7 separate regions of the Mus musculus genome follow, and regions 1, 2, 3, 4, 6 and 7 are each linked to region 5. A link is a contact called in public Hi-C, HiChIP or PLAC-seq and promoter capture Hi-C data. All regions are on one chromosome and are shown on one strand. Each heading gives the region's core, a stretch centred on a gene start, on an enhancer-like site or on the middle of the called end of the contact. The rest is flanking DNA. Distances are from core to core; before and after follow the strand shown.

Region 1 (3,967 bases), core at 13-2,512, 1.7 Mb before region 5:
CTGCCTTTCTCTTTAAAAAATTATATTTATCTTGTGTGTGGTGCACCTGCCATTGGCCATGTGTAGAGATCAGACGAACTTCTGGGAGTCAGTTTTTCTGCTCCCAGCGTTTGGGTATCTAAGACAGAACTTGGGTTCCCAGTCTTGGCTGCACCTGCTCTTTCCTGGCTGAGCCCTCCCACCAGCAGGTCTGCTGTTGTCTTACTACTCTGATGGTTAATGGATGGACTTCAAACTATTACTGAACACGTTCAAAATGAGGGGGACTTCTTTTTTTTTAAGATGCAAATCTGTACATGTATTATAAAAGGAAAGGCTTGTAGATTTCATTCAGATCCTAAGAGGTAGTCTAAAAGATGGTGGTTTCAAACATTTTTCATCTGTGAGATCTTGTTTATTGTACTACAAAACAGCATGGTTCTTCCAACTGTCTTCTCATCTATGAAATGAAAACTGAAAACTAAGACGTTTTACTAAGAAAGCGTTCAATGATAGAGCACATGTGCCACAGCGTTGCACAGTGCCACTACAGGAAGCAAGTCCATCCTTAGGATGGACGGACAATTCATAGATACTGCTTTTATAGCATTCTGTGATTTTCATATCTCTATCCTGGGTCCTGTACCAAGGCGAGGTGAGGGCTGGGGGGAAATCCCTCCCTTCCAGAAGCTAATTATCCAGTTGAAGCTATGAAAGATCCCAAGCAGGATGGACTAAATCCATAAATAAAAGCTTGTGGGTTTGAATAGACACATGATCAATAAATACTACACGTATGCGTTACGTCCTCATGGCATGGAAAGGCAGATGGAAACAGGCAATCTCTCCTCCCACTAGACAAACACTGAGCAGTCGGGCCTTTTGTTTTTTTTTTTTTTTTGTTTTGTTTTGTTTTGTTTTTGTGAGAGGGATCTATCTTTTGTGCAATCTGTTTAGTATACAGTGCATGCTCGGGGCACTCCTTATCTTCGTGCTGGGAACAAAGTACACACACCCCTTTTCTGAAACACAGGGCCTAGGATCTCCTAGAGCTGGATGGGCTCCCGGGCTGTGGGACCACACAAAAGGGGCGCTTCGCCTGCTCGCAGGCCCCCACACCCAGGTTCTCGGGTCGCGGGTTCGCCTTCAGGGTCCTTCAGCCCCGCCTCTGCGAGTGCCCTCCCCAGCCTCTGGCGCGCACCCCTCCTCATCCGCGGGCAGCCGGAAAACCCGGAGCGAACCGGCCCGGGCCAGCGGCGCATGCTCAGTTGCGAGCAGGTTCAGTTTGCTAGTAGGAAGCTCCGGCGCTACACCGGCGGCGGCAGCGGCAGCGGTAGCAGCAGCGGCGGCGACGGCCAAGCGGCCGGATTCCCCGGCAGCGACCTCGGGCCCTCCCCGTTCCCCACCGACCCCTGCTCCCGCTTCGTCCCGTTCTGGGCCTCTCGCTTGAGTTCCCCGCTGGCGAGCGGGCGCCACCGGCCGGAGCGTCCATCCACGCGCCGTCTCTCGGCGGGCCAGGCCGTGCCGGGGAGCGCAGCCCCGGCGGAGGGCGGCCCGGGGCGGAGCGGGGGGCCTGCCCCGGGGCGGTGGTGCGGGATGCCGCCGCCGCCGCCGCCGGGTTGCGTTGGCTCTCGGCGAGCGGCGCGCGTGTCGGGTGGGTGTCCGGCCGCGGGCCTCGCCCCCCAGACTCCTCGCCAGCGCTAGCCGGGCCGCGCGGCGCCCCGAGGGGGCCGGGCCGTGCACGGGCTGTGGCCCTTCTCCGCGCCGCGAGCCGCCGCCCCTCCGCCCGCCCCGAGGCGCCCCGCGGGCACCATGCAGGCGCAGCAGCTGCCTTACGAGTTTTTCAGCGAGGAGAACGCGCCCAAGTGGCGGGGGCTGCTGGTGCCTGCGCTGAAAAAGGTAGGGGCGCGGAACCCGCTTCCCGGCCGCAGTCCGCGCGGGGCTGGGCGAGGGTGGGGAGGCGGGGCGCCACTGTCGTCTTTCTTCCCGGTCTCGGATCTCGGGGAGGTCTGCTCGGGCTGCGAGGTTCCCCGCGTCCGCTGCTCCAGCTGTTGACACTCGCCCGGGGTGCGTGGGAAGGCCGCACACAGTCGGGGAGGGTTGGTCTGGATCATCCAAGCGCGGAGGCGGGGGTTGGAGGAGCCTCGGTTTTCCGTGGAGGTCAACGAAGGCCATTGCCTACCTTCTCGATCTTCCGAACTGCGGTCAACCTCTCGTTTTAGGAGTCCGGTACTCTCACTGGCTCGAAAGTGCCTTGGCCACAGTGCTTGCCTAAGTAATTGCGAGGTTGCCTGCCAGCAAGAACATGGCCTGCTCGGCTGTGCTCGTCCTCAGTCATAACTCCCCGTTTTCTTGACCCCCTCCCCCATTACAGCGGTGATGCACATGCCACTGTATTCAGATTGGTTCTTTTGAAGTGTCTGAGAATCTTTGAACGTCATTTGGTTTGGTGTTTTGCATCTTTTTATTTGGAAATGTTGCTACATTTTAAAAGCTTCTAAAGCAACTGTCTGTCCTTTGGTTAGGCATTTTGGATTTTTGTTTGCCAGTGGTTAAAGTTATTCGTGAATGTTGCTACATTTTAACAGCTTCTACAGCAACACTTAGTGACATAGTAAATACTGTACTAAGACATCTGAAACAGGTGTGCTTGAATGGATTTTAAAACAACCAGATTGGTTTTTGTTTTCATTTGCCTTACCTGTAGAAATTGTTTTACAATTTAATCTCCCATTTCTTGTTGCTCAGATGATTTTCGTGCTATCTTTGCTAAAATGCAGTTTTGTTACTACTGAGTACCTGGCGTTTACTGTGCCATTATGCAGAGCCTTTCTATTTTACCAGAAAGTCTTGAAAGGTATTTCATACTCCCAGAGGCCAGTACCTTTCAGTTTCTCGTCTGCCCTGTTCTCCCCTTCCCCTCTTGGTATGTTATGTGGAAACTGTTGGCTTTGTTGGAAGACTTTGCTTTTATCTTTCAGACTTAGGTTCCTGCGCTTTATCCTCAAGTGTCTCCCTACTTACAAACCTCTGTATGTTTTCTAAGAAAATCAAAGAGACCACCTTGTTGTGCATCCTTAATGACTCCATGAGACTTCAGTCCATTTCTACATTGGCTTTACCTGCACAATTGCCTGCTTAGCTTGGAGAATTGGAGAAGAATGCCTCATGATGCTAGAAGTTTGGTATTTTGACAGGACAGGATGAAGACAAAAAATTGATTTATATGTACAAAAGCTCTCATAGAACCAGTTTGAGGTATATGGCTTAAAAGCAATAGCTCCTATTCTAAGGAAACCTCCAAAATAACACTCGAGGCTCCTTTAGAATGGTAGACAGAGCATTGTAGAAGTTGGCAGACTACTCTAACTTGCCACTTGGGTGGTCCTTGCTGAAATCTATTTTGTGTGGCTGGCATTGTGGATTTTGTTTTGTTTTTCAATGTATGTAATTAGTCACCAGTTTCTTTTTTTCGAGACAGGGTTTCTCTGCATAGCCCTGGCTGTCCTGGAACTCACTCTGTAGGCCAGGCTGGCCTCGAACTCTGAAATACGCCTGCCTCTGCCTCCCAAGTGCTGGGATTAAAGGCGTGCGCCACCAACCTCCCGGCAGTCACCAGTTTCTTAAAATGAGAACTATCACATAAACTCTGAGGTTTGTTTGTTTTGAATTATAGATGGACTGGCCATACATTTTCACCATCAACTGCTAGAGTTTTGAGTGACTGCTTTCTTTGGAAAGGGTTTTGTCTCCAGTTCATCAGTGTTGCTTGTGTTCTATCGCTTCATGGTTGGTTGGTTTTCCATTTGAAGCAGAGACCTCCCTGTAGAAGTGATATGAAGAGGGAGTTTACAGAGTCTCCCTAATGTGTGAGGTTCTTTCCCTCATTTACATTTCCACCTGCAATGCTCTTAAGACACCCAAGACAAGGTTGGATATATTTCTCATATTCTGAATATGCTCTTTTGTTTTTTTTTTTTTTTCCCGA
Region 2 (3,671 bases), core at 422-2,921, 1.5 Mb before region 5:
ATATGAGACTTATTTTAAAAAAATAAATAAAGTTGGGTGTGGTGTCCTAGCATTCAGAAGTAGAAGTAGATGAATCAGAAGTTTAATATCATCTTCAACTATATAGCCAAATAAGGCCAACCTTGGCTACAGGAGACCCTCTGGAAGGAGAATTAGAAGAGGGGAGAATTTCTCTTTTCTATTCCTATAACTATGTTTAGTTTGCTACAGCATCCCATAGTTAAAACAGCAGCAGTTAGGCTCAAAAGCAATTATTATGTGTGAATGACCAGTCTTTGATTGATCTGCCTTCTCAGCTTGGATATCCGGGGCCAGTACATAGGATTGTCATTTCACAAAATTAAGTTGCATACTCACTTGGCAGAGACTGGATCTGTGGTTAGAAGCCATCCTTTATACTCCTTCTCACAGGCTATCACTCTCACTTCTTTATAAACGTAATCTTCCCATTCTAAGGGGCTTTTCTTCATCCATTCGCTCATGGTTACCAGTTGCCCAGATCTAGAACCATTATCAATTTGGGTTAATCACTATGGATATTCCACACAAGCAAATGTCTTTTTTTAAAAATATTTTTAAAGATTCATTTATTTATTATATGTAAGTACACTGTAGCTGTCTTCAGACAATCCAGAAGAGGGAGTCAGATCTTTTTACGGATGGTTGTGAGCCACCATGTGGTTGCTGGGATTTGAACTCTGAACCTTTGGAATAGCAGTCAGTGCTCTTACCCACTGAGCCATCTCACCAGCCCAAGCAAATGTCTTAATGATCGCCATTCTGTAGGCAGTCTGTAATTTGCCTGAAAATAACGAGTTTCTTAATGCAAGTAAGCACTGATACATAGAGCCAGTCTTAACTCACACCTACAGTCCCTACCTACTAGTAGTGCTGAGACCAGCCTGGTAACATAGTGTGCCGTCTCAGATCTCAGAAGAACAAGCAAAACGCCCATCTGGGGTATAAGAAACTGATACTATCTTTGGAGAATTCTTGAGAATGTTTTGTTTAGTATATCTGGGAAGGGGTATTTATAATTCAGACTGATGGTAATAGTGAATGGCCACAGGTACAATTCTTAAAACTCCTGTGGCATGTCTAGTCCCACCCTCTGCTCCCAATTCCGGATACCGCTTTCAACCTGGCTTTGAACCTGGCCCGTAGATAACTCAAACTCTTCGGGGCTGGAGAGATGGCTCAGCGGTTAAGAGCACCGACTGGGAGGTCAATTCCCAGCAACCACATGGTAGCTCAAAACCATCGGTAATGGAATCCGATGTCCTCTTCTGGTGTGTCTGAAGAAAGCAGTGGTGTGCTCATATACAATAAAGAAATCTTTTTTAGAAAAAAGAAGAAGCAGCCACTTCCGTTCCGCTTTCCTTAGATAAAAGGATTTCGCCCTAAACCCCTGACAGACATAACTGATGCGGAGTTCTCGGATTCCCACCTACTCTTTCTAGATGACTCTCCACGGGCTTTGCGCCAATTTTCTCGTAAAGCGCTGAGGACCCGTTAGCGAAGCTCTAGAGCTCCAACACCAGGTCCTGTCCAGAGGCCGCCATACCCAGAACTCTGCACGACTCAGGGAAACGCCGCAGAGACCCTGGCTATATTTCTACTTAGCTCACACGCCGCCGAGCGGGCTTGAGTCGGCCCGCCTGAGCCCAGCATGCTTTGCTCCTGACGTCATTTCCTTCCCCCAGAATCCTCCATCCTGTAGTCCTTTGCCTCCGTTCTTGCACTGCAGGTTGTGTCCAAGGGAACTTGAGTTCTCCTGGCCACCGTGAACGTCTCAAGAAATCTTTGTAAGAGGAAAATGTTCGTACCTCAAAGCTTTTTAAGTGGGGTATGAAAATGCGATTTTGCCCTGAATTCAACACAAAGCTCTCTGGGTAAACCTTAAGGCTCTAAAAGCCGAGGTGAATGGCATGAATTCTGGTCTAGCTCGTTTTGGAGCCGGTTAAAATGCGTGCACCTTTGGGGACGTGTTCTCAGTAAATCTCAAGAACAGTGGTGAAGTTGGGAAGATCAGCACTGGATTTTTTTTTTTTTTTTTTTTTCGAGACAGGGTTTCTCTGTGTAGCCCTAGCTGTCCTGGAACTCACTCTGTAGACTTCGCCTGCCTCTGCCTCCCAAGCAGCACTGGATTATGTTGTTTCTGCTTCAGATTTCTGGGCACGTAGCTGACTGGGCTCTGACATACTGCAGAATCTTCGAGACTGTGATACTGAAAAGTGGTGCAAGGCAGTAAATGCTAAGATTCTGCCTATACTGAAAAGAGAAAAAAACAACCCTCTCCCCCGCCAAGACAACAACTACAACAAAAAAACCCACCAAGGGCGATGAACAAAAACTGAGCTATAAAATTGTCAAGCCAGAGGTGGGCGTGGTGGCGCACGCCTTTAATCCCAGCACTCGGGAGGCAGAGGCAGGCGAATTTCTGAGTTCGAGGCCAGCCTGGTCTATAAAGTGAGTTCCAGGACAGCCTGAGCTACACAGAGAAACCCTGTCTCAAAAAAAAAAAAAAAAAAAAAAAAAAGATTGTCAAGCCAAGCAGCAGAAACATTAAATATGAATCGGTTTTTTAAAATTACTACTTGAAATTCCATATCAAATAATCCTTCCCAAAACCTTCATTTATTGAATGATTGACTTCATATTAATGAGATTTCATGGATTAAGTTAGAGTTTATCAGTTAAAACCCTCTATAAAGCTACAAGAGCTAATGTAAATTCCAAGTTATTAAGAGTGTGGGAGAAAATGTTTGACCTTTAAAACTACAGAATAAAAATCTACAACTGATTTGTGACAACTGTTCAGTTGCATTTTAAGTTTCATTCTTTACTGCAAACCTGTTTGGCTTATGTTTTCTTCCCCTTTTGAAACAAGGACATGTCCCTACTCTGTCCAAATTATCAGAAATTTAAGTTGCATTTGGGCCACATGTGGTGCATAGGACTTTAATCCAAGCTTGTGGAAAGCAGAGGTAGGCAGGGAGTTTGGGATCAATTAGTCTACATAGTGAGTTCTAGGCCAGCCCTGCTACAAAAAAAAAAAAAAAAAAAAAATTAAAAAAATTTAAAAATCAGTTGCAACTAGATACAAGATATTTAAACTATTCTAGCTTTTTTTTTTTTTTTTTAAATTCGAGACAGGGTTTCTCTGTGTAGCCCTGGCTGTCCTGGAACTCACTCTGTAGACCAGGCTGGCCTCGAACTCAGAAATCTGCCTGCCTCTGCCTTCCAAGTGCTGGGATTAAAGGTGTGCGCCACCATCACCCGGCTTCTAGCTTTTCTAATTCACTCAATTAGTACCAGCCAATTGAAATGTCTCTTCTTTATGTATATGCTTAGTAGTCATCAAGATTATATTGATGAATGCTAGGAATGGCTCCATTAAAAAAAAAAAAAAAAGCCCGGTATGGCTCATTTGCAATTTCATGGCTGGGAAGTGGAATCAGAAGGACCCGTGGGGCTCACTAGTCTAATTGTAAAATCCTGAACCAAAGAGACACTGTCTCAAAGAATGTGGGTGTATTTCCTGAAAATGACACCTGAGGTTGCCCTACACACACACAGAAGGAAACAAAAAAATCCGATCTAGAAAAAGAATACATTAAGGGGCTGGAAAGAGATGGTTCAGTGGCTAGGAGCACTGGCTGTTCTTTAGA
Region 3 (3,703 bases), core at 384-2,883, 2.0 Mb before region 5:
AGCCTGTTCCAACCCCACTGAAATGTCTTTTCCCTTTGAAAGAAGCCTATTAGTGATGCAAACACTCGGTTATCTGCAGAGATGATAATCCCAGCAAACAAAACAGTGAAACCATTAGAACTTTCTGGTGCAAGCCGAATGGCTTTCAGTCCTGGAAACTTGGCTTTTTTTTTTTTTTTTTTTTTTTAAAGCACAAAAGGGCAGAGAAAGCAAGCAGAGCAGGTCCTGCTTTGAGAGACTTCCATTTCCTTATCTGAATCCAGAATTATCTGCCTGTTTAGCCTAAAGAAGACAAACAGTTCTCCGCCCACAGCACAGGCAGAAGGCAGGCCTGCTCCTCAGCCCCTGCAAGTGCCTTCCACCGGGAGGAAGCGGGGAAAACCATGCCTCGTCCCGAGGAGCTCAGGATAGCACAGCCTTAAGGTTTATCCTCAATTAATCCTGTGACGTGCACTCCTGGGGCAGAATTGCAACCCTGTCACAATCTGATGCTTTGGGATAACTAAAGTGCTTGGATGACTCCACGTATGGTTTGGAGCACACAATTTGGGAATTTAGTCAATAGGTAAGTTTACTGTAAGTAACATGATAGAAAGGTTTTAAGGTTTGATGAGACCAAGTTTCTGAGAAGGAATTGGACATTAAGGCACATTAGTCTTTAGGTCCCTAAAGAGATTAGAAAAGCATTTTTAAAGCAAAATATCCAACAGAGCGCCAGAGTGGACCTCGCTACAGCTTTTGGAAATGGGTAGTAGTTAAGTTTACTAAGAACTCAACATTGACCCTTCCACTGCCTAAGTCCTTTCTTAGCTAACTTTTAGCAGTCTGGACGTAATGCTGGTTATCTGGATCTTATGCTGGGTGGAGCTCTGGGCAGGTAATGTCGCGGCTACGTAGCTTCCGGATGGTCACGTGTTTACATTTCAGGTGTGGGAATAGATCCCTGTCCAGGCCACACCCTCTGCAACCACCCTCGTCTCAGGGTTGTCAGACAGCTTGCGTAGTCCCCGCCCCGGGCTTTGAAAAATCCAGCCTTCTCCCTGGACAGAGGTCAATCACGGCTTTGGTTCTGCACTGCTTCCCGCCCACTCCCTCCACGGATTTCTCCCCGCCCCTTGTTCTCTCTGCACCCCTGTCAAGCCAACCCCAAGAGCCCAAGTGTCACTGTCCCCCGAGGGTCTTTCTCACCTTTCTGATGGGGACCTCCTCCCCTAAACCTAGAAGAAAGGGTCGGGGCTCTCGGATGTACTTGCTCTTAGAAAGTTGGGGAATACCGTCTTGTGCGTGGCAACTACTACCTGCTGGGGCTGGGGCTGGGACCACAAGCAGCGAGTCCAACTTTGTTACCCGGAGTCTGGCGCGTCCGGCGTGTCCCGACCGGGCGCGCGAGCCGGGGGCGCGCAGGGCCCGCCGGGAGCGCGCGGCCTCCGGGATGGCGGCTGCGCAGTGGCGAGCGGGGCCGGGAACCGGAGGGAGGGCGTGCGGGCGGGCGGAGCGGAGCGGCGGGCGGAAGCCATGTTGGAACTGCACCCCGAGCGAGGGGCTGCGGGCGCGCTCCTCTCCTGGTGGGTGTGACCCGGCTCGGCGCGGCGGCGGGGGGCGGGGACGCCGGGCGGCTCGTCGTGGTCGGCGGCGGCCGCGGCGTGCAGCCGGGCGATTGTGACCGGCGGCGGAGCCGGGCCGGCCGCGGGCGCTCCCTCCGTGCGGCCCCCGTGAGCGCCCCCCCTCCCCGGGCCGGGAGGGAGGTGGGGGGCACCCGGGGCCCGCCATGAACCCGGGCTTCGATCTGTCCCGCCGGAACCCGCAGGAGGACTTCGAGCTGATCCAGCGCATCGGCAGCGGCACCTACGGCGACGTCTACAAGGTGAGGGCAGGGGCGGCCGAGCCGGGGCCTGCGCCGCGGGGGACGGAACAAAGAGGCAGGCGTGGGGACCTCAGCCCTCGGCGTCCTCGCCGGAGCTGTGCCCGGGACGCGCGGGTCTCTGACCCTCCCAGGCTCTCCTGCGTGCAGTCCCGGGAAGGGCTGCGGCCGGAGCCGCTGCGTTCCTGGGAGGGCGGAGCGGGGCTGGGCGCTTGTTGCCTGGGCAGGGTCTGTGTGACGAACCCCGGTGCTGGGGCTTGGCGCTTGACAAACCTACGTGCCTCTCCGGGACCTGGGATCATAGGCCCCGGTGGCTGGGAGCTACTGTCCGCCCGGGCCTGCTGGATCTGTCCTAACGCTGGGCAGCCTCCATCGACAGCTTAGCCTTTAGCCTCTTAACATCTGCCCGTGCTTTAGCCTTTAGCCTCTTAACATCTGCTTGTCAGTTCCTTGTAATTTTCCAAGTAGTCATGTTTTGTAAAAAGAGATGGGTTTTTGGAGGCAAGACAGCAACTTCGAGGTTTTTTTTTTTTCCTCCAAAAAGAATTGGATAATGGGGTTTGTTTTTGTCAGTGACACATAGGAATCAGATATTTTTCCTTTTCTTTTTCTTTCTTGTGTGTGTGTGAGAGTCGAGTATCTAGGAAGAGTATTGGTTTGACAAGGTTAGAATTCAGAGCTCCTTAGCAGGACAGCGTTTCTGTTGCAGAGGGATCGCTTCTAAATGTGGGAGGATAAATCGTTCTTCCCTGGCCAGTAAAACTCTTGGCCTCGCGGAGTCTGCCAAGAAGGGAGGCGGATAGTGCCAAAGGTGGCAGCAGTCTTGATTTAGTTGCCTATCTACTTACATGGTAACTGAAGTTGGGCTCCTGTTTTCCAGAACACCTGAGGATGCCCAGAGTATGACTTGGAAAGTTTAGTTTTCACTTTATTTTTGCCCACGCTAAAGCAATGGGCTTTTTATTCTTGCCTCAATGGAACGCATAAGGTAAGTTAGCCAATACCTCAGGTCTTTTGTGAGTGATCTGCTTGGCTTTTGTGAATGATCACATAGCACCACACTTTCCTCTGTTGACAAAGGTGTGTGGAGCATAACTCCAGTGTATAACTTAGCAGCCACGTGTTGATGAACTAAAGACAGGAATGGACCCAGATTTATTTGAAGTCTTTTTTTTTTTTTTTCCTGGACAAGAACAGCATTAAACAGCAGAGTTTCACTTCATTCCAGTCGTATTCTGTGTAGAGAGGACGTCAAGGGTCTGGCAAAGGTTGCTAGCACAGAACAAGAGGGCTGGGTTTGTCCCCCCTCCAGTCTGGCAGCTTCTAGCCAAGATCTGGAAGATGATAAGGCCTTGCTCAGGGCAATGGTGAGAGGGGACGAAGCCACGTAGAGGGGTCATGATCCGAAGGCCACAGACACCAGTGTGAAGCTGAGAAAGACGGAACCTGAGCAGCCACAGGGATCCTGGATGTGGACCCTGGTTCCTATAGACCTTCTAGCTGTGGGACTTAGGGGAGTCCTGCCAGGGAGGTGAAATTAGATAAGGATTTTCCCTTTCGTTTTTAAAAGTGTGTGTGTGTGTGTGTGTGTGTGTGTGTGTGTGTGTGTGTTCACACAGAGATGTCCCTGGAGGCCAGAAGAGGGCATCAGATCTCTTGGAGCTGAAGTTGCAGGCAGTTGAGAGCTGTCTGACATGGGTGCTGGGAACCAAGTTGGAGTCATGGAAGAACAGCCGGTGCTCACAGCTGCTGAGCTGTCTTTCCAGGCCCCATTTCTTTCTTTCCTTTTGGTTGTATTTTTTTGGTATACAGGATTTTGCTGTGTATCTCAGGCTGACCCGA
Region 4 (3,625 bases), core at 1,037-3,536, 1.2 Mb before region 5:
AAGTACTTTAAGCAGTGCCCGGAACAGGAAGCATTCCATAGATAGAAGATCATAGTCTCAGAATGGTGATGTGATCCCGTGAAAATGCTTTAGCCTAGCACAGTGGAACCTGGAAGTTTAGAAGCATTGGGTGAATCAGTAGGGGATTCAGACTTTTAATTCATCTATTTACCAACTTACCCATTCTTGAACACCCCACAAGGGGAATGAGCCCCATTTTGTTTGTCCGTTTTAATCACTTGTGTCTTTGATATCCCAGAACAAGATGACTGTGTGGAATCAAAGAATGAAGGAACCAGTGATGGACTGGAGAACGAGGCAGAGAAACAGAAAGAAAAATGGCAGACTTCACATTGTAAAAGCCTTTGTCAACTACAGTTTGGCCTTTACCCTGAGCAGAGCAACCCTATGATCCTATTTGTATGTTAAAAAAAACAAAACAAAACAAAACTCAAACCTTCGGCTGGGTGAAGAGTCTACAGGAGAAGGGAAATACTTTGTTACAGGGGAGTGGGGGAGATAGGAGGTTGAATGAAGATACAGGCTAGGGTGGTGCTGGAGAGGAAGTGAGTTAGGGAGAGATCCAGCAGTCACAATGACAATAGAAGATTTGTTGGGTGGAAAGAGGAGAAAGAAGTCTGGAATGTGTCTCTTTGGTTTGAATAGAAGAGAGGTAACTATAATGAAGGTGGCTTTTTAAACTTGGATTTGACCGTGGGTCAGTGTTCATTCTGTGACGACCTGAGTTAGGTTTCTCTATATTCACTGGATCCAGGAGGTGTGGCTCTATCTGGGGTGCTGTAGCAGAGCTGATGAGATGCCAGTGTCTGCGAGTAGAACCCCCTCTGAAGACCAGTTGGCCAGCAGCACAGCTTTGGGAATGACTAACTTTCCCAGGATATCTGATAGGGTGTGCTCAGTGTCATGTAACCACTGACAATAAATGGGATTTTGGTCTTTGAAGGCAAAAATCCTCATCTTGACATCTTCTTTCATGCCCAAGCACCTGCACACCGCGGAGTGTACAATCTCCAATAGTTATCACAGAGAGAGATTATGAAAGAAAATCTAAGGTCAGGCGTGGGGGTCCATGCCTTTAATCCCAGCGCTCAAGAGGCAGGGGTAGGCAAGCTCTGTGAATTTGAGGCCAGCCTTGTCTGTAAAATGGGTTCCAGGATAGCCAAGGCTTATACAGAGGTTTATACAGAGAAACTATGTCTTGAAAAACCACCACCACCAAACAAAAAGAGAAGAAAAAAGAAAAGAAAAGAAAAGAAAAGAAAAGAAAAGGAAAGGAAAGAAAAGAAAAGCAAGCAAGCAAGCACACCTACTATCAAGCAAGTCCCTTACTAGGTTGCTCAGGAAACATGGGAGCAGCACACAGAGTTAGTGCAGAAGGAACTCACAATCTGTGTCTCCAAAGATAGAGAACAGGTGACTTAATCCCCAGACAGTTCAACCAAAGCCCATCTGGAATGATGCCCTCCAAAGTTTGATGACACTAACGGTTTTTTTCTAGAGGTTTTGTGGAATTAAAGGTTGCAAAGTATAGGCTTAAGAGGTTGGGGTAAGACAATCATTTGGACACCTGGGCTCCCACTTTTTCAAGAGAAAAGGATTTTCTCCTGCAGCCATGGTTGTGGTACAAATTCATGAGACTAAGAACTGTGTTCCACAGCTGCCTCCACAGGTTGACGTATCTGTTATAAAGTTTCTCGAACTTTCTACATGATGCCAGTGGATCCCCAGAAGAAGGTTCATCACAGTTAGGAGAGGATGTATTAGAATTCCTTCTCTGATCAGAGCGGTATTTTTTTGGGTTTCAGATATGCATAGTTGAGAGGGTAAAGTAGCCTCAGAAGGCGATGGGGAGCCAATGCAAACAAATTGTAGGATAGTGGTGGAAAGAGAAAACCTTTCTGTGTAGGGCCAAGATATCAGGAGAAGCCAGGCACTGGCTTCGCAGGGAAGAGGGCTGGGGGTAAGAAAGCTAGGAGGGAAAGGATGCGAATGTAACCTCACGTGCAGAGTCAACGTTAGAGATGCGAAGAGAATTGGGAAAGGAGGGACTGGAGATGCCTTCTCCGCCCTGCGGCAAGGGGGTGTGGCCCCGAGAGCGGGAAGGTAGGGACGGGATGGCGCCGGCCGCAGTGGGGGTTCCCCAACTCTTCCTTAGAAGTCTGAGAGCTGCGGAGCTCCGCGGCAGGTTGGCCCGGGCGGAGGAGGAGCGAGGGCGCTGATGGGCGTGGCTGGGCGTGTCTGGGCCGCGCAAGTCAGAGGGCGGCGCTAGGACCCGCAGGCCGCCCCGCCGGCTCCCGGGAGGTTGATAAAGCGGCGGCGGCGTTTGACGTCAGTGGGGAGTTAATTTTAAATCGGTACAAGATGGCGGAGGGGGACGAGGCAGCGCGAAGGCAGCAGCCGCAGCAGGGGCTGAGGCGCCGGCGACAGACCAGCGACTCGAGCGTCGGAGTTAACCACGTCTCGTCTACGACCTCCCTAGGTACGGGCCGGAGGGGCCGAGGCCACGGGGGGCCGGGAGTCGGGGAGGCTGCGGCCGTTCGGGCTGGCGGGCACCGGTCGCCCGCTGGGGTCGAAGACCGCGGCTGGCTGGGCTCGGCTCGGCTCTGGCCGCCGCGGCCGCCCGTTCGCTCGCACGCTCGTTCGCTCGCTCGCAGGGCCTAGCGGCAGCCGCGCCCCACGCTCCGCCGCGCGGCCTGAGAGGGCGGCCCGCGGGCCTCGGCTCTCCCAGCTGCCGGGGGAACGGGCAGCCCGGCCCCCTGCCCGCCGCCGCCGCGTGGCCGCCGCGGTGTCCGCCCCGACCCAAGGGGGCGGCCTTGAGCCGGGGCCACGGGGCCGGGACGCGCGGAGGTCGGCGGGCGGTACGGGATCGGTCACCCGGCGGGCACTCACTGCCCTGGGTGCCTGACGCGGGCCGGGAAGGGAGGGACGAGCGGGACGCGCTGGGCCCCGCGGTGGCGGTGGACGCGGGAACCGCTGGCACCTGGCTGCCAGGTCGCAGAGCTCTCTCCACACACACACCACACACACTCACACACCCTTCCTTCCCGATGGGAGCCGCAGTCCGCAGGCCAGGGCTGGGGCCCGGGCTCAGCTTCAGCTTCACCAGCTCTTGGCTCCGCCGAACCCATTCGCACGAGTTGTGCGTGGATTGGCCAGGGTTGCAAGTGTTGGCTCCGGTTGTCAGACTGGGGTTAGGAGCCCTGGGGCTGCGAGTCATTCGCTTCAGGCTGAGAGTGTCTGGTTTGAAGTCACCTGATCCCGTCGTTCCTGGGTTTTGCTGAATGTGAGCTCCTACTGTATGTGTGTGTACATGGCGCCCCTACCCCGTCGAAGACGCAGTTGCGTTGGCAGCGCGGTGTTGTGTGTTGCTCTCACTCACAGCACCCCTATTTTTAGGAGTGTAGCATTTGATCTTTCACCGTGGTGCGAATTGAACGCACGAAGTCCTTATTGAGAGTTGCGATGGTTAAAGGCGGAAAAGTTTTTCAAAGGCTTAGAAATCGTAAGGGCTTAGGGTTAGATACCTGAGGTCAAGATAAGCGTAGAGTAAACACACCGGGTATGAGATCGCTTTTGTATTTCCTTTTCCACAATCTGATAAAGG
Region 5 (3,534 bases), core at 243-2,742:
TTGGCCAGGCCTGGATCAACTTTTTATGATAATAAAGAATGAATTCACAAAGCAGAAACATTCAGTAACTGAGCAGAGGGCTTTGCCATCGCTCTTTGCAACCCGAGCAGAGACAATGTGTTTCCTGTCCTTTTCACAAGTTGCCATGGGAAGACCAGGGAACAGAGAGGACAGGGACAGGATGCCCTTCCCTTGCAAGTCACTCATCAGCTTGTATCTTGACTCTCTTTTTTTCTTTTTTCATGTCCACCAGATCAAAACAAAATTACAATTTTTTTTTGTTGGAGTGACAGATAAATAATTACTTAATTTCGTTTTCATTTCTTAAATGTTCTTCAGGCACATTCCTTTCTCCAGTTGGTGTAGTGTAAATTTATAATGATAATAGTTATCAGGGTACTCAGAGAGGGAAAACACTGGCAAACCACTTAGAAGGAAAGGATTTTAGTGTGCCTTTGGTGTAAAGATCAATTGCCCAAGAAATTAGGAAAGCGACAAGTGGGAAGGGGAGGTTCCCGGGTTCAGGAGTGCAATAGAGCAAAAAGGGACTTTGTTCCTTCTGATTGTAGCCCTTAGGGCTCTGTGACTCTATATGTATGTCAACCTCCTTTTGATGACAAGAACTGTGACATCTATCTTTATATTCCTGGCACGGAATATTACTGACAATAAAATACTTGTTCAAGCGAATTGAGTGAAAACTGCCGCAAAGATGGGGGGAAAAATGAGATTGGACAGGCAGCACTTCTTTATTACTGGAGATCTAAAACTTTGGCAGAATTTACAAGCAGGATTAGCACAGAGAAAGGGACTTTTAATACTAATATTTCAGACCAAGTGTTAAACTGGAAATTAGAAAAAGCCCTCATGGCAAATGTCGAACCTTAGCAGAAAGAGAGAAGACCAGAGTTCCTCCTCCTAAGGGAAAACTGGTCTGTTAACAAGCACTGAGCCCCTCTGGGGATGAATGGTAGGCTCGATGGCAAGCCGTGGTCCAGGGGTGTCGAGGCTTTGATGAACCCCGAAAAGGGCGACGAGGGGGCAGACGACCGGATGGCTTGCCCAGCGCCTATTTCTTAACAAAACGACCAGGAAGCCCTAAACTAAGTGGAGCTAGGGCTGGTACTTGGCGTGATAACTTCCGCGTGCGAATATGCAACAGGGAGCGCCGCTCGCGAACTTCCGCATGAAGGGAGCCTGCGGCGGCGCGACCCGAGGGGCATCGGCTGGCCGCACTGCCGAAGAGGAAACCCGCGGAGCCGTCAGGGGAGGGCGTGGCGAGGAAAGGGCGTGGCTTCGGTCCGGCCTCCGAGAGGCGCAGGCCTACAGGCAAGCGGGGTTCGCCACGCCCCGGGACTACATTTCCCGGCAAGCCCCGCGGGCCGCAGTTGACCCACTTCCCGGCCCGTCACGGGCTCGCCCGGCCCCCGCGCCCGGGCGGCTGCTCCCTGCTGACTGGGGTGTGGGCGGGGAGCGGCGGAGGGAGGAGGCAGAGCTGGCCGCCGCAGTTTGCCGCCGCTGCTGGGCGCCTAGGCAGAGAGCTCCCCGGGGTTCGTGCGGCCGCCATGGACGAGCAGGCGGGGCCCGGCGTCTTCTTCAGCAACAACCACCCGGGAGCTGGCGGTGCTAAGGGGCTCGGGCCTCTGGCGGAGGCTGCAGCGGCCGGAGACGGAGCGGCTGCGGCGGGGGCGGCCCGAGCTCAGTACAGCCTCCCGGGGATCTTGCACTTCCTGCAGCACGAATGGGCCCGCTTCGAGGTGGAGAGAGCCCAGTGGGAGGTGGAGCGGGCGGAGCTGCAGGTAAAGACCCTCCCGGCCTGGCGGTCCTCATCCCGCCTCTTCTCTCTCTTCAGCCCCGCCCCAGACCCTTCGCCCCCTCCCCCAGCCCGCTCGCGCCCCCTCCCCCTTGCCTTGCGCCCATCACTTCCAGAATCTCATCCCCCTTCCTCCAGTCACCTTTGACTTTTTTTTGCTGATCCCACTTCCTTGAGCCTGTTTTCCCACTCCTTCTGATCCATTTACCCTCCCGGCGGCTGTTTTCCCCACTCTCAACTCCGGTGCTTATTCCTACTGGTTTGCCATGCCACATTTTGGGGTTGTCTGTCCCTTTCGGTTTACTGATTGGGTTGACAGTAGTTTTGAGAGACTCCGAGCAGATCATCCTGGCTCAACCTGACGCACCCTAGGTCTAGAGACGTTCCTCGCAGAAGGGTTTGGCAGTTGTCTATCGCTCACTCTGCAAGGAAGGTGACCAGAGAAAGCAACACAAGTTGTATCAGTGAGGCCTTGGCTTTCCTCGAGAAACTGATGTTACTAGCAGTGTCAGCTCCAGTTTTATGTCTGAAAATGTTTCCCTGTCTGCCCTTTGACCCCATCCCGCATTCGCGTTTGGGTTAGACTCATAGGTTTCAGTGAAGGATTTGATTGATGGGAGTCAGAAAATGGGCAGAGGTGGGACATCTTTTCACAGAATCTCAAACTTCCCAAGAGTTGATTTGTATGTCCAGAGCTTAAAAGGAACTAAAGGGGCTTCAGGGCTACGTTGCCCCCTTGCATAACCTGCCAGATAAAGCATGCTTATCTGAGAGGAGCTCTTGTGCGCCAGAGAAGCATGAAAGGTTGGTAACTCACTGGTCACTCTGAGTTGGTAAGTAGGTTTACTGTGACTGTTTATAAAACTTCCAACACATACACTAATTTCCAGAGGAACTCAAAGAGCTGTGAATTGTGCCTCTCTGTTTTATGGGCTAAATCTGTATGCTTATGAAATTTGAGTACAGTTTTAGTTTGTTTGCGAAGCACTCGAAGTGTGTTTCTTTTTTGGTTTTTGGTGGTTTTTTTTTTTTTTGGCACAAAATATGAAGAGAAAGAAACACTGAAGAGACTCGCTTGTAGAAGCGTACTGCTTTGAGAGATTGATGTGGCCACAGAAGGAGCAAACAGGCAAGGTTATGGTAAATAAGTCTCTGATAAAGGCTGGGCTTGAGTCCGGCTCTGTGACCTTGAGGGGATTCTGTGACCTCTCTGGGCTTCAGTTTCAACCCTTACTTATTCAGCACAGGTTCAGGGCTCAGTGAATGCCTGCCTTGTGTATCCAGACTCCGATTAACGAAACCTGCCCCCCTCATGGAGTTTCTGTTTTAATGAGAAGGCGGACAGTCAGTGGATAGAGCTGTGTGAACTAGCCCACGGTTATGTCTATCTCCGATGAAACTTAGGAATACAGGAGTGTAACCAACTTCGGGGCGGTGGGTAGGGCAATTGAATGAAGTCAGGTAGTGGCCTGTATGGTTTCTTACGTTTCTGCAGTTACATGGCTTGTATTCTTTGCTGACTTTCTCATCCCTACTGTTAGGTATGAGTCTATTTGATATTTGTAAGTCTTCCTGTGGTGACTGATCTTGTACTCAACCCAGTGACTTGAGAGTACGCAGAAATGGTCAGACATTTACCTGTCGTTACTGGCAACGCATTCTGTAAATGTGCTTATGGAGTTCAGGTCCAAGGGACTACTGCATGAGAGCTAACTCCATGC
Region 6 (3,635 bases), core at 261-2,760, 1.3 Mb before region 5:
TGCACAGAAACTTTTGCACTGTCAATTTGTATGGAGCATCTGACTCAGACAAAAACTTTTGGGCAAAACTGGTGCAGTGTTTTTCTGACTGCGGATGCAGTTGCTCTCGCTCAGGACGTTTCCTTATCTGTCCCCAGCTCTGCAATTCCTTCTTTGATATTTCTTCGGTACACGTCAGTCTTATCTTAATTTTAAAGACATATTTCTAATTTTCAGTTCTGCAAGCGGCCTCTCTCTCTCTCTCACACACAGTGGTACAGTTTGCAGAAACGCTTAGATTCCTTAGGATTCTAAAATGACAAGCGACGCAAAGTATAAAGGAGAAAGCAACATATGTTAAAAGAACGATCACACATCTTTCTGGGGGAAGAAATGCCTTTGGGGGAAAAAAAACAGGCTAGAGGAGGGAACAACCCACAACTGGGAAAGGAAGAGGTTCAAAACAAGTGCGCAGAACGAATCTTAGTTTTCCAAGGCTTAAAGTAACAGGGCACTTAGGGCGCGGTGGGTTTCTTGCTAGCTAGACACCATAATTTCAACCCAGTAAGTTGGTCACTGAAATCCATTCGGGGGTGGATTGGGTTGGGGTGAACTGTACTGGAACTAGATTATAAAAATGAACACAGTACCTGCCCTTAAGCACGTCCAGTTTTGTTTTGTTTTAAAACAACACCTTTAGTTATTCAAAGGCCTTTTGCAAATAGAAACAGCTAAAAACCTTAAAACAGTCTTTAGGCTTCACAGAGGAAGTGAGTTGTGGGCTGGAAACGAACAGGATTGTGAGAGTTTCCTATTTTGGAAAATGAAGACGATCATTCAGAACAGTGAGAATAGGGGTTTTAGAGGAAGGTTGAGAATATGTAACTGCAGCAGGGACTTGGATAGGTATGTCTGCAGCAATAGGTCCGGTTTGCAGGTCACCTATGCCCTGCGCAGACCTGTGTGCATCATCTCGCTGGCTCGCCACAGTCAGTAACAGCTAACGGTTGTTCTGTTTAGTTAGTGGCGCAGAGTCCACGCGCTTTCGGGGGCTGTGTGTGGTTAGGTGCGCGGAGATTCTCCAGGTTTCCCTCATCTTTTTAAAGATTCTCCAGGTCTCCCTCATCTTTTTAAAATGAAGAAGAAAAGCATTCAAATTAGCGGGAAGGCGGTTAACACCCACAGCCCCGACTCTGCCGAACGCATCGCCGGCTCCTCACATTCACCCGGTATCTCAGCGGCGGCCAGGGCCTAACAGCGCTAACCGCCACGGGGCTGCAACCGCTGCGGAACCGCGCGCAGCGGGCGTTGCACGGTCCCGACCGGAGCCCAGCGAGAGTCCAGGCTGGGATTCTGACGAGCAGTTCTTCCAGCCAATTGGAAGCCAGATCGACTTTCGCTCTTCCAATAGGAGGCGGAAGTTCGGCAAGGGGGCGGAAACTCTCGGGCCCTGGATCCCATCCCGCCCGGCGGCAGTCAAGGCGGGGTGGAGGCTCCGCCTGAGCGGCGGGGAGCGGATCAGGGAGGAGGGAAGACCGGAAGCCACGGCCCGGCCCCATCCTTACTTTCGCGTCCCCCCCGGGGCTGGGAGCCGCGAAGCTGGCGGAGGGAGAGGCTGGAGGCTGGCTGAGAGATAAAGGGAAGCGTCCCCTCAGCCCGCGCTCCCTTCTCAGTCACGGGCTCCTGGAGCGCGCCGCGGAGGACGCCGGGCCAGCTCAGACCCGCGCCGAGGAGGCGCAGCCCGCGGCGGGGACCGATCAGCGACATCTGAGGCCCGTCTCCCGCGCCGTCTCCACCGCCGCCGCCATGTCCTCCTCCTCCTCCTCCTCCCCCAAGGAGGAGACGTACGAGGAGGACCGGGAGTTCGAGAGCCAGGCCAAGCGCCTCAAGACCGAGGAGGGAGAGATCGTCTACTCGGCCGAGGAGAGCGAGAATCGCCAGGAAGCGACGCCTCAGGCGGGGAGCGATAGCGACAGCGGCGGCGGCGACGGAGGCGACGGAGACGGAGGCAGCGGCGGCGGCGGCGACGGCGAGGAAGGCGAAGGTGGAGAAGAAGGCGACGAAGGCGACGGCGATGAGGGAGGGAGCGGCGGCGACGAAGGTGGCAGCGGCGGTGGCCCTCGGAGCATGCCCCTGTCCACGGTAACAAAGCGCGGCGCCGCGCCGCGTCCCTCCAGCAGGGCCCGGCGGCGGGGGTTCGGCCTGGCCGCCTTTGCCGCTGCGTGCACGCCGAGCGCGTAGCTGGCGACTCGGACTGATTCTTTCCTTTATTGCCCACGATCCCCGAATCCCGAATGCCGGCTTTGGGTGGGCTTGGGGTGCCGGGCCTCCCGGAGTCCGGGCCCTGAACTTGGGGAGGGTAGCGGGGTGGGGGCGGCGGGGGCGGGCGGGTGTCGCTTCCGCTCCGGGAGGCTGCGCCGCGCGCCCTCGGCGGGATCCGCTCTTTGTTAGTTGAGCAACTCCGGCTCCGAGGCTGTGCTGGGGACCCGGCCTCCCCGACCCGCATCATCCTCACGCTGGGCAACCATAACGGGAAGGCTCTCGTGGCCTCGTCTCCGTGGGAACCGCGATGCAATGACAAATTGCGCCCTCGTGCTCTCCCCGTAGTTTAGCCCTCGCTAGTTTAATATCTTTCTATAGAAAAGGCTTTGTGGGCATGGGGTTCATTCAGGCCAGGCAATGGCCAAGATAAGTTTTCTTGTTACAGAAATGAGTGGGCCGGTGATCTAAGTGTGTGTGTGTGTGTCTGTCCCTGCTGTCAAATAAAAGGCGTTCAGATGACGAGAGTTCTTCATTCATAATGTACTTCAAGTTTGTCCCCCACAGAAGGAAATGAATGCAGAGCTGTGGGAATTCAGTCACACATTCCTCGAGTCCTCCTTTATCAGAAACGTTTAGCTGGAGGCTGGAGGAATGTGGACAGCGCAACCCACAACTTCAGTTCCATGGAGACTTTAAGGAAACAAACCAATCCGAACGGTTTTGACTCTTTTGGGGGCCTTTAAACGGTCTTGACGACTTAAGATATTATTTAAACACTTAATACATTTGAGATCAAATCTTAGCAGAAGTTGACGAAGTTATGCACACCTTCCAAAAATTAAGGTGTTCCAACCCTTTTTAATCAGAAGCCGCTTATCTTTCTAAAGTTCGAATTTTTGTTGGTCTAGCTTAAATAAAAAAAAAGTTACATGTATGGGTTCATAACAAGTACCCATGGCAGCCTAGTAAGGTTTTAGTGTTCCTTAGAGGTAGAGTTACAGGTAGTTTCATTGCGACTCACCAGATTCGAGTGCTGGGAGTCAAGCTCTTGGGCTGTCTTTGCAAGAGCACTGTGTGCTTTTTGGATGAGCTCTTTCTTCAGCTCCTGTTTGAGTAATAATAATAAAAAATTACATTCATTTGTGTTGTGTGCTTTGGAGCATGCAGGCGAGTGTGGAGGTCAAAGGACACAGCTACTTCCATCCTGTGAGTCCTGGCAGACATTCACCACCTGAGCCACCTCACTGGCCCAGTGGGAATTTTTATGTAAAAATTCGGATAATTAGAAAAGTAAAATGTGATGGATAAATTTGACCATATCTTTTTTTTAAAGGAGTCTTTTTTTCTTGTTGTCACTTTACGGACACAGCTGGTTCTTGGCCTTCTGGTCAAGG
Region 7 (3,593 bases), core at 945-3,444, 1.5 Mb before region 5:
ATTTAACAACTGTGGCATAATAATAATCACTCAATAGCTTATATTAGCAAATGTTAGAATATGTGTTGACCCAAGTAGATTCATTTAAACTCAAATCTAGAGGCTGGGCATGGTGGCATACACATTTAATCCCAGCACTCAAGAGACAGAGGCAGGTGGGTCTCTCTGAGTTCCAGGCTAGCCTGGTGTACCGAGAGAATTCCAAGATAGCTAGGGCTACTCAGAAAGACTCCAATCTTGAAAAACAAACAAACAAAATCCCAAACAAACAAAAAAGTGGAATTAGACTTTATAGAATTGCTATTCCTTCAGAGAGAATACAAATGTTTATAATTATTGCTCAATGCCTTTCAGAGAGAAGCAGATTAGAAGAATATTTCTCTAGCATGAAAAAAAGCTCTGGGTTGTATACATAGTGAATCTGTGGGAGGCCTGGACTGCAGAAGTTCCTGTGGCAAGCAAACACAGGAAGATTGAGGCAGAACAATATACTGTGTAGTAAGACTGAGGCAGAACAATATACTTCACTGTGTAGAGTTTCTATTTTCTTGCCAGAGATTTTTGTTGAGACACTATAATTTTAAATATTTGAAAATCAACATACATATAAATTAGTAGTACTTAAGAGTCTTTGCTTTTAAAAAGGGGGGGAGGGGCTAGAGATATGGCTCAGCAGTTAAGAGCACTGACTGCTCTTCCAGAGGTCCTGAGTTCAATTCCCAGCAACCACATGGTGACTCACAACCATCTATAAGGTATCTGATGCCCTCTTCTGGTGTGTCTGAAGACAGCCACGGTGTACTCGTATAAATAACAAATGAATCTTTTTTTTTTTTTTAAAAGAGTCTCATGCTTTATTGACCAAGAAGGACTCCTTTAGAGAAAGCACTCCACACCTGAATCCACACACAGCAAATGAAAACGGAGATGAAATACACGTACCTAGGAACTTCCTCTTTTATGTGTAAAATTTCCAACCCTTGAGTATTCCAAGTAGTTACGATGTAATGTTTTTTGTTTTTTGTTTTTTGTTTTTTTTGGTTTGTTTGTTTTTTGCTGGTTGATAAAAAGAACTTGGGCTGGTGAGATGGCTCAGTGGGTAAGAACACTGACTGCTCTTCCTAAGGTCATCCCTGAGTTCAAATGATGAGTTCAAATCCCTGCAACCATATGGTGGCTCACAACCACCGGTAATGAGATCTGACTCCCTCTTCTGGAGTGTCTGAAGTCAGCTACAGTGTACTCACATATAATAAATAAATAAATCTTAAAAAAAAAAGAACTTAGCTCTCTTTTTAGAGTTGAATTTTGGCAAATGCAGAATTCAAAGGCAGATTTTAAGCAACTCAGGGAGACTGATACGTATTGAGTGGCTGAGCTGTAAGGTTTTAAGTAAAAATTCACACACAACTTTTAAAAAATCCAAAGCACTAGAAGGGAAAAATAAATTTGTGCTTCAGATGCAAGAATTGTCTCGGCTCAGTATGCTTGCAAACTTTTACAGTTTTGCCACAACTTTAACATTGCCAGAACCCCTTCTCCACAACCCTATCCCTTTGTTTCAGCAAACCCCCAAGTACTCAGATCAAACTAACAAATTAGTGACTCAGTGCAAAAAGGAGAGGTATTATGCAGACTCCCCGGGGGAAGTCATCCCTTTTGAGGCCCGTGATGCAATAACCATTAGACATAACTGTGGAGTAAGGGTTATTTTCACACTGGTCTTAGTTTAATTACCTCTGTTGAGCCTTAAAGATCACTGAACACAGACTAGGCCAGGTACCCCAAAGGTGGCGACCGGGACAGCAGCGGTTAAATTTTACGGACTTTCACAGAACGGTCTAGTGTACCTGTACTTAGGTTACGGTCGCTGTCAGTTCCTAGATTAAAATGAAGAGGTAAAAGGGTTGGGAGAGGTTAGGAGGACCCACAGGGTTCAGGAAAGGGGAAGGGGAGGGGAGGGAGCAGGAGACCGCCGGAAGGCCACAGGTTTATGGGCAAGATCCCGGCGTTCCCATGGAAACGTATCCCTCCGCTCCGCTCGCAGAGTCTCGCTCTAAGTTCCCTCCGCCCCGCCTCTAGGCTGTTTCCGCCCAGCTTCTTTGTGCCGCGCAGAACGTTGACACAACGCATGCGCAGAAAAAAAGAATCCCCGCCCGCCGCCTATATAAGCGCGACTCCGGCCTCTTCCTTGTAGTGCCGCCGGGATTGCAGGCAGAGGAGGTTGCGCAGCCGCTTCCGTGCTACTCGCGCTGTGAGCATTCCAAGCTAGAGCCGAGTACACGGGCCGGCCATCATGTCACGCTACGGGCGGTATGGAGGAGGTAAGCGGCCAGGGCCCCAGGGGAGGACGGTGCTGCCCGCCGACCGAGCAGAGCGGGGCCGCAGGGGCGGCGCGGCGGTTAGAGACGGTTATTCCGCGTGCGTAATGGCGGCTCCTGCGCACGCTGTACGAAGCCCGAGGCCGCGGGGGCGGGGAGGAGGAGGGCGAGCGGGACTGGAGGGCATGTGTGCCGCTTAGGGCCCGGGCGCTTGGCGCCTTTTGGTCTCTCCTGGACAGGCCGAAGCCTGGCGGGGTCGCCGTGGTGGCGTTGGCCATTTCTCCGCGCTGCCGCCCGCCTCCACCACCCCACCCCCCGCCCTCGGCGGCGGCGGCGGCTGCCATTTTGAGCACATTGATGACCGTGGTGGCGCATTTCCTCAGCGCTTTCCCGCCACTGGAGCCGGGGAGTGATGATGGGCGTTAAGATTCGGGTTGGGCTGGAGACGGAACGAAACCGGCAGCTGCGAGCTGCGCGTCGTCCAACAATTGGTCGGCATGAGGAGTAGCGCGAGGGGAAGACCGCTGCAAGCGGCGACGGCTTTTTTTCTCTCTCTTTTTTTTTCCTTCGCCGTTTCGAGCGTGGCTTCTGGCTCTGGGGCGGGGACTCGGGTGAGCCTGCGCCTGCTGTGGAAGCCGGGAACTGGCTCGGCCCTGATCCTCGCTGTAGACCTCTCCGCAGGCCGGGCCGCCGGAGCCCGCGCGCTGTTGTGCCCGAGGCTGCGGGGACTCGGGGGGCGGGGCGGGCCCGAGCCGGGCCCCACCTCCACCCCGCACGCCTCAAGTCTACCATGCTCCCGCTGCAGTCTCCCAGGGTTTCCTTCCTATAAGAGCGCCAGAACTTGGTCGCAGGTCTGGCTTTCCAGTCTTTCACGCTGTAAGATTTAGTACTTGGTGAAGACCTCTAAATAAAGGGAGCCAGACCTGGTGGTGCACTAGCTGCCTCAGGGAGGTTGAGGCCTGAGAGTCGTTTGAGCGATGTATAGCTAACATAGTTGTAGGGTGGCTCCGAGTAGATCACTTAGCTGGCTCAGAGTCTCCAAAACAAAACGTGTACGTTGCACAGCTCTTTAAGGATGGTCTGTTTTAAAGAAATGAATTCCCTATCACACGTTGAATAACATTTGTTCTGTTTACATTTTTTAAACAGAAACCAAGGTATATGTTGGTAACCTGGGAACTGGTGCTGGTAAAGGAGAGTTAGAAAGGGCATTCAGTTACTATGGGCCCTTAAGAACTGTGTGGATTGCCAGAAATCCTCCAGGATTCGCCT

What was found. Promoter capture Hi-C pulls out the DNA fragments that hold promoters and counts their contacts. Hi-C and Micro-C count contacts between places; a contact is called where the count stands out from the background. HiChIP or PLAC-seq counts read pairs in DNA pulled down with a chosen protein or histone mark. Capture Hi-C pulls out chosen DNA fragments and counts their contacts.
Region 1: a Hi-C map of muscle stem cells shows a contact between it and region 5, with 5 times the contacts expected there. The contact joins the promoter of Sos1 here to the promoter of Strn in region 5. A contact is called at or near these places in 1 of 39 promoter capture datasets (pre-B cells), 2 of 484 Hi-C or Micro-C datasets (LSK cells and muscle stem cells), 1 of 115 datasets of contacts at active chromatin or transcription factors (astrocytes) and 2 of 9 other capture datasets (adipose tissue and liver).
Region 2: a contact with region 5 is called in an H3K27ac HiChIP or PLAC-seq map of microglia, with 6 times the contacts expected there. The contact joins the promoter of Gemin6 here to the promoter of Strn in region 5. A contact is called at or near these places in 2 of 39 promoter capture datasets (both in liver), 2 of 484 Hi-C or Micro-C datasets (CD4 T cells and brain), 2 of 115 datasets of contacts at active chromatin or transcription factors (astrocytes and microglia) and 1 of 9 other capture datasets (adipose tissue).
Region 3: a promoter capture Hi-C map of liver shows a contact between it and region 5, with 5 times the contacts expected there. The contact joins the promoter of Map4k3 here to the promoter of Strn in region 5. A contact is called at or near these places in 2 of 39 promoter capture datasets (both in liver).
Region 4: a promoter capture Hi-C map of liver shows a contact between it and region 5, with 6 times the contacts expected there. The contact joins the promoter of Atl2 here to the promoter of Strn in region 5. A contact is called at or near these places in 3 of 39 promoter capture datasets (cranial neural crest, neutrophils and pre-B cells), 3 of 484 Hi-C or Micro-C datasets (CD4 T cells, embryonic stem cells and erythroblasts), 1 of 115 datasets of contacts at active chromatin or transcription factors (astrocytes) and 2 of 9 other capture datasets (adipose tissue and liver).
Region 6: an H3K27ac HiChIP or PLAC-seq map of regulatory T cell precursor shows a contact between it and region 5, with 8 times the contacts expected there. The contact joins the promoter of Hnrnpll here to the promoter of Strn in region 5. A contact is called at or near these places in 1 of 39 promoter capture datasets (maxillary cranial neural crest), 5 of 115 datasets of contacts at active chromatin or transcription factors (astrocytes, differentiating embryonic stem cells, large pre-B cells and 2 more) and 1 of 9 other capture datasets (adipose tissue).
Region 7: a promoter capture Hi-C map of liver shows a contact between it and region 5, with 8 times the contacts expected there. The contact joins the promoter of Srsf7 here to the promoter of Strn in region 5. A contact is called at or near these places in 6 of 39 promoter capture datasets (the HPC-7 cell line, cranial neural crest, hippocampal neurons and 2 more), 4 of 484 Hi-C or Micro-C datasets (B cells, CD4 T cells, brain and 1 more), 2 of 115 datasets of contacts at active chromatin or transcription factors (astrocytes and stem cell-derived neural progenitor cells) and 2 of 9 other capture datasets (adipose tissue and liver).

What each region holds. Positions count from the first base shown.
Region 1 is chr17:80,477,748-80,481,714 of GRCm38.p6, reverse strand. Sos1 (SOS Ras/Rac guanine nucleotide exchange factor 1) reads left to right here and starts at 1,262. Exons shown (of 22, transcript NM_009231.2): 1 at 1,262-1,878. The coding sequence starts at 1,792.
Region 2 is chr17:80,222,451-80,226,121 of GRCm38.p6, reverse strand. It overlaps Gemin6 (gem nuclear organelle associated protein 6), which reads right to left and starts at 1,671. Exons shown (of 3, transcript NM_026053.4): 1 at 1,452-1,671; 2 at 358-501. The coding sequence starts at 482.
Region 3 is chr17:80,725,955-80,729,657 of GRCm38.p6, reverse strand. Map4k3 (mitogen-activated protein kinase kinase kinase kinase 3) reads left to right here and starts at 1,633. Exons shown (of 34, transcript NM_001290345.1): 1 at 1,633-1,864. The coding sequence starts at 1,769. It also overlaps the pseudogene Gm9959.
Region 4 is chr17:79,894,784-79,898,408 of GRCm38.p6, reverse strand. It overlaps Atl2 (atlastin GTPase 2), which reads left to right and starts at 2,286. Exons shown (of 13, transcript NM_019717.3): 1 at 2,286-2,500. The coding sequence starts at 2,383. Gm41625 (a long non-coding RNA gene) reads left to right here. Exons shown (of 4, transcript XR_876985.3): 4 at 260-320.
Region 5 is chr17:78,734,519-78,738,052 of GRCm38.p6, reverse strand. Strn (striatin, calmodulin binding protein) reads left to right here and starts at 1,492. Exons shown (of 18, transcript NM_011500.3): 1 at 1,492-1,799. The coding sequence starts at 1,566.
Region 6 is chr17:80,060,143-80,063,777 of GRCm38.p6, reverse strand. It overlaps Hnrnpll (heterogeneous nuclear ribonucleoprotein L-like), which reads left to right and starts at 1,510. Exons shown (of 13, transcript NM_144802.4): 1 at 1,510-2,121. The coding sequence starts at 1,786. 4933407O12Rik reads right to left here and starts at 1,556. Exons shown (of 2, transcript XM_006525248.3): 1 at 1,206-1,556; 2 at 316-1,105. The coding sequence starts at 1,538. The coding sequence ends at 980.
Region 7 is chr17:80,205,906-80,209,498 of GRCm38.p6, reverse strand. Srsf7 (serine and arginine-rich splicing factor 7) reads left to right here and starts at 2,194. Exons shown (of 8, transcript NM_146083.2): 1 at 2,194-2,324; 2 at 3,471-3,593. The coding sequence starts at 2,297. It also overlaps a transcript of Gemin6 not described here.